2 separate regions of the Capra hircus genome follow, and region 2 is linked to region 1. The links are chromatin contacts, called in public Hi-C maps. All regions are on one chromosome and are shown on one strand. The core of a region is the stretch at or near the end of the contact, and the rest is flanking DNA. Distances in the headings are between cores, read along the strand shown.

Region 1 (4,863 bases), core at 1,090-3,589:
AGAGAGAATTGCTACTTTAGAGCACCTGGCCTTCTCCACCATGTACTTGTGCAATTTGTGTTTGTACCTAAGTGTAGGATTTTACAGTTGTCCAGGCTGAATTTAATCTTATTCATGTGTCCCATAATTGCTAATTGTCAATTTTTTTTTTGACATCTTGATCTGTCATCTGTTAGCCAATAGGCTAACCTCCCTGAGAATCTTGTATTACCTTCAGATGTGCTTATCCTGCCATCTGCGTACTCATTCAGGTTATTAATTAAAATGAATTTGACCCTCAGGTAGATCACTGGAGACCTCCCTTACAGCTCACTTGTGTGTAGCAATTAGTATATGATGAATCAGGGGGACAGCCTTTCAGCTTTTTACAGCTATCTTCCTTAGCATGGGAATGGTTCTCTTACGTACTGCTGTTGTTTTAGTCACTAAGTCGTGTCAGACTCTTTTGGGACCCTGTGGACTGCAGTTTACCAGGCTCCTCTGTTCATGGGATTACATACTGTTGGGGGACATGTAAATGAGTACAATCCTTTGGGAAGGCAATTAGTAATTATTAAAGATACATATACTGAAACTTCCCTGGTGGTCCAGTGATTAAAACTCTGCACTGCCAATGCAGTGGGTGTGAACTGGATCCCTGGTTGGGGAATTGGGATCCCACATGCCATGCAGCATGGCCAAAATATAAAAGAAAAGAAAAAGAAAAAATTCATATGCCATCTGGTCAGCAGTTCTGCTGCTAGGATGTGCCTTGAAGCATTGTTTTAAAATGGGAAAGAAATAACCAGGAAACAACCTCAGTAGAGGAATGATTTTGAAAATCATGATACATTTATACAATGGAATGCTTAGTAGCTGTTAGAATGAGGTAGAGGTAAATGTAATACCGTAGGAAAATGTTTACCATACAGCGCTAGACTTAAAGGCAAACTCCAGAATGGTTTGTTTGATATCATCCCATTTCCTTAAAAACAAACAAAAAAGGTAAACATGCTTGCTAATATGCAAGAAAATTTCCAAAGGGACACCTTAGAATTTAATAGTAATTGCTTCTGGAGTGGAAATGGGAAGTCAGGGAAGAAGTTAGAGGACCTTAACTTTTTACTTTAGGCCCTTTTATGTTTACATAGGTTTTACATCTATACTCAACTGAAGTGTTTAATTTTTTTAAAAAGCTATGTAGTTGTTAAAAAGAACAAGGTAGATCTGTAGGTGCTGACAGGAATCTAAGATTTTTTCTTAGGAAAAAAGGTTCAGTGTAGTATCTATAATACTGCCCCATTTATGAAAGCAGATTATGTGTGTCTATGTACATATGTATGTATGTGAGTGTATGCGCATATGTATAAACACATTTTTGTAAATGCATAAAAAGACCTGAAACTATCCAAGCCAATCTGATGACACAGTTATTATAGGGAAAGAAAGTAGATTAGGACATGGGGGTTGGGAGAAAGAAAGGATTTTAATTTTATGTGATTTCACTTTCTTCAACCAACTTATATTTATATTTGCAGGTCGACATTTTTTAATTTATTATTTTAAAGATCCACCTTTTTATTGCCAGTGTTCTTTTGCAATTTAGCCTAGAAAGTGAGGGAAAGTCAGTTTTAAAACATTCGCTCATTAATTAAACTCACTCTAGAAAGGACTCTGAAAAATGATGGGCATCATATGAAACTATGGCTCTCATTTGTAGTTGGAGTGCTTGTGTTATGTGGACTCCCTGCTTAAAGTCAAATATTAGAGAGCATTCAGATAAAACGGGGTATTACACATGGATTTTGATTAAGTTCTCCTCACAGTATCTTGGCCATATACAGTCATCGTCCTTCACTTCCCACAAGTATATGTGGTTAAACAAAACAAGGATCACAACAAGGAGCTTTTGTGAACTTTGGAATCTAATGCAGAAATGATTCAGTCTCAAGACTCATTCAACCCTGTGGAGGTGTTCAGGCAAGTCTGCAGTATAGAAGAATTTGAGTTAATTACTCCACAATACCTTCTAGCAAATGATTATCTAAAAAGGGATACAATTAGTATGGGTATTTGCAATGTTAAAGTTTAGCTGTCTGATAAATGTATTCATCGGAATATTTCCTCCTAACTTTCTTTTTGATTGATATCAAGTAAATAATGTTTCATTGTCACCTTGAAGTGCTGTAGGATTTTCTGTATCTTTGGAATCTTCTCTAAAATTTAGGTCATAGTTAAAATTTATTGTAAAACTAAAACAACAGTCGGGTACTACTACACCCATTCCAGGGCGGTGATGGCAAAGAATCTGCCTGCCAGTGCAGGAGACACAAGAGACGTGGGTTTGACCCCTGGGTCGGGAACATCCCCTGGAGGAAAGCATGGCAACCCGCTCCAGTATTCTTGCCTGGGGAATCCATGGACAGAGGAGCCTGGCAAGCTACAGTTCGTAGAGTCACAAAGAGTCGGACATGACTGAAGCGACGTAGCAGGCACACATGCACACCCACTCTAAAACCACTAAAATTTAAAGCACTGAACTGCTCAGAGTTGATCAGAGAACGTGGAACAACTGGAACTCTTCTATTTATTGCTAATTGTGTAAATTGGTGCCTTCCTCTTGGAGACTGTTGATAATATCTACTCAAACTGAATGTCTGTATCCCCTTGGTCCCAGGATGTACACCCAACAGAAAAGAGAGTTCACTGTGGCTTTATTATTTTCTGTGTGTGAGTTTTATTTATTTTTTAATTTGGCCACACCATGTGGCACATGCAGGATCTTTAGTTCCCTGACCAGGGATCAAACCTGTGGCCCCTGCACTGGAAGCACAGAGTCCTAACCACTAGACCACCAGGGAAGTCCCGATCATGGCTTTATTCTTAATTACCAAAAACTGGAAAATATTCATATGTCCATCAACTGGAAAGTAAATACATGAATTTTGGAGTTCATACGTGGACTGCTGTGTAGCAGTGAGGAATGAGCTACTGCTTCACGGATAAAGTGAATGTCACACACATAAGGTCTAAGAACAAAGGACCTGACTCAAATGAATACAGATGATATGATTTCATTTCCATGAAGTTCAAGAGTAAGTAAAACTAGTCTATGGTGATAAAAGTCACAATAGTGCTTACCTTTCAGAGTGTGATTGAGTGTTGACTGGGAAAATGCATGAAGGAACCTTCTAGGATACTGAAAAGGTTCTCTGTCTTGATCAGGTAGTTACAAAAGGTATATGTGCATGCGTGCTCATTTGCTTCTGTCCTGTCCAACTCTTTGAGACCCCATGTACTGTAGCCCACCAGACTCCCCTGTCCATGAGATTTTCCAGGCAAGGATACTGGAGTGGGTTGCCATGCCCTCCTCCAGGGGATCTTCCTGACCCAGAAATTAGATCCACATCTCTTGCATCTCCTGCATTGGCAGGCAGTTTCTTTACCACTAATGCCAACTTCGAAGCCCACAAGGATATGTGTGTGTGTGTGTGTATATATATATGTGTGTGTGTGTGTGTACACACACACACATATATAGACTGCTGCTGCTAAGTCACTTCAGTCGTGCCCGACTCTGTGCGACCCCATAGACGGACGCCCACCAGGCTCCCCCGTCCCTGGGATTCTCCAGGCAAGAGTACTGGAGTGAGGTGCCATTGCCTTCTGCGATATATATATATATATTTGAACATCATTTCACTCTACACTGAAGAGTTGTGCACTTTCCTGTCTATTGCTGCTGCTTATCAGGTATTGGAACTGGTTTTCAGAGTCTTTTTTCTGGGATCCTGAGCAGAGGGATTTTTTTGTTTTCTGCTTAGCCTCCATTTCTTTTGTCAGTTCCTGCGTGTTTTCTTGTCTTTACACCTCATAATATGTGCTTTTAACAAGGGACAGGAAGTATCTTGCTCTGTGAGACTCACAACTTTTTGGGTGTTGGGTTTTTCCCCAGTTTAGTTTAGTATTCTGTGAAGATGGAAGTTAAATAGGTATCTTTTTGATCATTAAAAAAAGAACACTTGATTGACAGTTTGTACTCAATAGAGGTTTGGGATATGACACCGGCCAGAGTCCCATCTCTCACTCCCAGGAGCATGCTGCCTCTTGCCTCACCTGCATTATTCCACTCCGCTGGTGCCAACACTCAGAGCACTAGGAGGCAAGTCTGCAGATTCAGGGCTGCAGAAGGTCTAGAGTTGGAGGACATTTTCTACCTTCTGCCTTTGAACCCCCTTCTCAGAATAATATTTCTTTTATGCCTGAAACAAGATACATGGAATTACAAAGGAAAACAGTTGTATTGAAATAGTTATCAAAATTACTTTTAAACCTAATTTATAATACTGTAATATACATGCTTTTCAATGAATACATTAACAAATTCAGCAGCAGATCTCATAACTGTTGTAATTTTGAGCAGGGAATGGCATCAACAGTATTTTGAGATATCTGCACTCACTGGGATGAGTTCTGAAAGTATCTGTGATTTTTCCCTTTTTTTTTTTTGGTGACATGGTTATCAAGCAGAAGGTTTTCCTTCTACTTTTATTTTTTGCATATGTTCATTATTGAATGAAATGCTGAATTTTAGTTGAAAGCTAGGGAAAAGAAAGATTTTTTTTTCCCCAACCAAGCTCATGCTCCCTCTGGGTTCTGTTAGAACCCTTGGTATAGAGCATTGATTCTCAATGCCCATAAGAAATCACTGGGGATGCTGAAGAAGCTCTCTGAGCCATGCAAGTGTTGGAGGTTCCAGAGGCTTAAGTGTCCTGGTGACTGAAGAGTCTCCTCTCCAGGCTCTGCTGATGCTTTCTAGGATCCAGGGCCTTGGAATCATGACACCACACACTGTGGGTCTGACGGTGTAAGGCTAGTTGCCTT
Region 2 (4,863 bases), core at 1,124-3,623, 96 kb after region 1:
GAGAGTCCCTTGGACTGCAAGGAGATCCAACTAGTCCATCCTAAAGGAAATCAATCCTGAATGTTCACTGGAAGGACTGTGGTTGACGCTGAAACTCCAATTCTTTGGCCACCTAATGTGAAGAGCTGACTCATTTGAAAAGACCCTGTTGCTGGGATAAAGTGAAGGCAAGAGGAGACGGGACGACAGAAAATGAGATGGTTGGATGGCATCACTGACTCTATGGACATGAGTTTGAGTAAACTCTGGGAGTTGGTGATGGTCAGGGAGCCTTGGAATGCTACAGTCCATGGGGTTGCAAAGATTCAGACACGACTGAGCAACTGTACTGACTGACTGATCATTTTTCCAGTAGTCATGAACGGATGTGAGAGTTGGACCATTAAGAAAGCTGAGCGGCAAAGAACTGATGCTTTCAAACTGTGATGTTGGAGAAGACTCTTGAGAGTCCCTTGGGCAACAAGGAGACCAAACCAGTTAATCCTAAAGGAAATCAAACCTGAGTATTCTTTAGGACTGATGCTGAAGCTGAAAACCTAATACTGTGGCTGGCTACCTGATGTGAAGAGCGGACTCACTGGAAAAGACCCTGATGCTGGGACAGATTTGAGGGCAGGAAAAGGGGGGGCAACAGGATGAGATGGCTGGATCGCATCACCGACTCAATGGACTTGACCCTGAGCCAACTCCAGGAGATAGTGAAGAACAAGGAAGCCTGGCGTGCTGCAGTCCATGGGATCCCAAAGAGGCAGGCAGGACTGAGCCACTGAACCAACTGAGACGTGAAGCACTCTGCTACCTCCCGGTGGCCACAGGTGGGTTTGCAAGACTAAGGCAGGAAACCCTCTTCTACTTCCTAGTGGCTATTAGGGGTTTAGCACCTGCTTAGCCTGTGGCAGAACACATCAGCTAGAAGAGCCCACTAGCCCACTAGCCACGAAATGCAGGCAGCCTCTGGAAGCTGGAAAAAGGAACGAAAGCGACTCTTTGCCTAGAGTTTCCAGAAGGAACAGAGCCCGGAAAACACCTTGATTTTAGCCCAGGGAGATCCATCTCAGCCTTCTGATCTCCAAAGTTGTAAGCCTAAAAATCACACAAGCCTAAGGTTCAGTTCAGTTTAGTTGCTCAGTAGTGTCCAGCTGTTTGCGACGCCATGGACTGGTCACATGAATCACAGCCTTGTCTAACTCAAAGAAACTATGAGCCATGCCCTGTAGGGCCATCCAAGATGGACGGGTCATGGAGCAGAGTTCTAACAAAACATGGTCCACTGGAGAAGGGAACGGCAAACCACTTCAGTAGTCTTCTCATAAGAATGCCATCAACAGTAGGAAAAGCCAGAAAGATATGACACTGAAAGCCTAAGGTAGAGAAGGTTTTATCTCAAAGAGGTCTGTGGGTGTGAGTTGTCTCATGGAGTGAATCCCAGTAAGTTCATAGAAGACCCCACAAAGTTAGAATTATATTGGGAAAGACACTACCACCAGTGATTAAGAGGGACAGAGACAAAATGGAAAGAGGTTCAGGACCCCCAAACTCATTTCTGCTGCCCAAGTAATACATTCTTCTCTCCTTAACGTCAAAAAATATCTCTAAAACTAAATTGATCATTAGAAAATTGCTTGATTAGTGAAGATCAACAGGCTTGTGGGAAATTTTCATCAATGCTCTGAGGAAGCCCACTTTGAAATATCCCCTTTGGCAGCACAGAAGCCTCCAAGGGCCGACTATTCAGGAAACTCCTTCCTCCATAATTCTGATCGAACTCTATTAAGTGTGCTCCTGCCCCTGAAATTACTGAAAGACGTTCCTTCTTGGGAACGTCTGATGGATACTTCGAGCGTTCCAACCCAACCTGTGACTGCCCTGTTCACAGAGGGGGCCCTCACTTCCTTTACTCCCCCGCCCTAAACTCTACGTTGGACTCACGAAGACCAGTGAAGGTGGCTGGGGTTGGGCCCTGAGCTGAAGGACTAGCTGAGCCGCAGTCCTGGGCAAGTCAAATCATTGAGGAGAAACCAGGCGCTCAGCGACGATGCGTATCAGCGCCTGCGCTAAAAGCACCGCTCTCGGAGCCTTAGCGGCCAAGTTGCTTCCTATCGAAGACGCCCGGGTTATTCGATTCGGTGGATGGACCTCTGCGTGGCACGTACAACAAAGCGTGACGGGAAACACATTCTCGGAGCAGAAACAGCCGGAAGCCTGGCTAGGAAATACGGTCCACGAAGGTGTGTGGGTCACAGCCTCCTACCGAGAGCGACAAAAAGCCATCCGTCTGCAACAGAGCGCAGCGATTTCTGGGAGATGGAGTCCCGTGCGCAAGGAGGCATGTGCGCGTGTCCGGAAGTGACGCTTTTAAGGCGCGCCCCTCTTTCGCGCACAGGCAGGCCCGCGACCGCATTTTCTGAGCTTCGGGCGGTAGCCGTGTCCTGGAGCCTTTTCACGTAGAGGGCAGCGGGCTTTTTCAAGTGGTGTTCCACTAGAGACCGAGTCGGCAATTGTGTCACGGGCTCCCCAGCCGGGGCCCGGCTGTGGCTGTGGAGACAATGAAAGACCCACCGGACAGGACGGACCCGGCTCAGCCCCGCAGTCTCAGATTCGGCCGTTGAGGGGAGAGGCCTGCGAGAAGAGTCCAAAGCGGGGATGGGGCCGCAGTGAAGCGACGCCGACGCTCAGAGAACTGCTGGGAGGCGGTGGCGCGAGGTGGGACCCAGATGCTGGAGGAAGGAGGTGAGAAGGAGTGTTGGAGCGGTTCGTGGCTTCCAGCCTGCGCGCCAGTGCTGCTGTGTGACCCGGTTCCGAACTCAGCGGTTATCCTTTCCGCAAGTAGTTGGGGACGGTCCTTTTTTGAATAATTATGGTGTCAAAAAAAATTGAAGAGCTCAGTCCTGAATCATCTCTGAGTATCCTGTTCCTGACTCTGATTTGTTGACGTACCTATGGCATTAAAAAGTAGAAGTGGGCCCTGGAAAGGAAAATGAGACGTGCTCAGGGCCTGCTCTATTGCTTCTGATCTTCCAGCCTTCTTGAAGCAACCAGGGATACTCAGAATGGGAGCCTGTTGGCTTCCCGTGATACTGAGGGTGGGTTCAACCCAGTTGGATTGTGAAATCTTGGCGAATCCTGGGAATTTAGAATCAGAAGGCTAGGATTCCTGTTTAAGCCGGGGGGTACCAGCCAGGTCTCTTGACCTGTTTCTTCATTGAGGAAAAGGTAAAATGACGTTAACTACCTCGTTCACCTCTAAGAACTGTAAGCATCAAATAAGATGATGCTTTTGAAAGCACCTTGAATGCTTTACAGAACAGAACAAATGTGTATGTAATAGTAACCACTGAGGCATTGCCGTCCTCTGCTAGACCAGGAATCGGTCTGTCACTCCTCAAGTGCAATTTCACATCCAACATTTCACATCGTCTTCCCTCAGACCCGGGAACACAAGCAGGATGATTATCCTCCTCCCCATAGTACCAAAGGTGAAATACGTACAATGGATGGGTACAGCTCAGTAACATGAAGTCTGTACTAAGACCAGTGTTCAGACGTGTTTACTTTTTTTAGAGCTGTTCCCGAAGACTACACTACCACTCTTGTTTTTTTTTTAATTGCGATATAATTTGCATGCTATAATACTAAATTTGAAAGATTACAGTTCAGTGGCTTTTATTATATTCACAAAGTTAGGCAACCATCGCGACTGTTTAATTCCAGAACATTTTCATCATCTCACACTACTCCACAGTCTCCTTTCCTCCTAGTCCCTGGCCAACTATTCATCGTTCCGTCCCTATGGATTTGCCTGTTTCATGAAAGGAGAATCGTACAGTATATGTGTCTGGGGTCTTTCCCTTAGTATGTTTCAAGGCTTATCCATGTCGTAACATGAAGTGTACTTCCTTTTTATGGCCAAATAATATTCCATTACATGGATTATACCATGTTTTGTTATCTGTTCCTCAGGTGATGAACATCTGAGTGGTTTCCAGTTTGCGCTATTATGAATAATGTTATAAACATGCATGCAAACCTTTTCTTTTGGTCGTATTGTCATTTTGCTAGGGTTTATGCTTAAAGGAGGAATTACTGTGTAACTATGGTAACTCTATTTAACTTTCTGAGGAACTATGAGACTGTCTTCCACAGTGGCAGCAGCATTTTACATTTCTAGTGGCAGTGTATGAGAATTTCAGTTTCTGTACATCCTCACCAGGCTTTCCTGGTGGCTCAGTGGTAAAGAATCCCCTGCCAATGCAGAAGACACGGATTTGAGCCCTAGTTCAGAAGAGCCCTTGGAGAAGGAAATAGCAACCCACTGCTGGGAAATCCCACGGACAGAGGAGCCTGGCGGGCTCTAGTCTCAGAGTTAGACACGACTTAGCGACTGAGCACATAGGCATTCACACATCCCCATCAGCACTTTATTTTAACGCGTCTTTTTTATTTTAGCTCTTAGTGTTAGTCGCTCAGTCGTTCCCGACTCTTTGCGACCCCATGGACTGCAGCCCTCTGTCCCTGAGATTTTCCAGGCAAGGATGCTGGAGTGGGTTGCTATTTCCTTCTCCAGGGGATCTTCCCAACCCAGGAACCGAATGTGAAGTGGTATCTTACAGTGGTTTGATATGTATTTCTCCAGTAACTAAAGATGTTGAGCATCTTTTCATATACTTACTAGCTTTTTGTATCTTATTTAAATATCTACTCAAGTCCATTGCTCATTTTTAAGTTGGGTTATTTGTCCTTCTTTGTTGAGTTTTTAATGTGGAGAATTCTGTATATATTTTGGATATTAGACCCTTAGAAGTTGTATGATTTGCAGGTCTTTTCATTTTGATAGTGTCCTTTAAAGCACAAAGTTTTTTATTT

The links. A called contact is a pair of places that touch in the nucleus more often than the background predicts.
Region 2: a contact with region 1 is called in a Hi-C map of blood, with 4 times the contacts expected there. The contact joins the promoter of ZNF79 here to the enhancer-like site in region 1. A contact is called at or near these places in 2 of 5 Hi-C or Micro-C datasets (both in blood).

What each region holds. Positions count from the first base shown.
Region 1 is chr11:97,609,127-97,613,989 of ARS1.2, forward strand. All of the region lies in intron 4 of GARNL3 (GTPase-activating Rap/Ran-GAP domain-like protein 3), which reads left to right. Among named protein-coding and RNA genes, the nearest start is that of SLC2A8, 83 kb to the right of the region's middle. Within about 2 kb of position 2,340, at least 1 of the 5 cell types and tissues checked has an H3K27ac peak or open chromatin away from gene starts, as enhancers often do.
Region 2 is chr11:97,705,067-97,709,929 of ARS1.2, forward strand. It overlaps ZNF79 (zinc finger protein 79), which reads left to right and starts at 2,374. Exons shown (of 4, transcript XM_018055809.1): 1 at 2,374-2,730.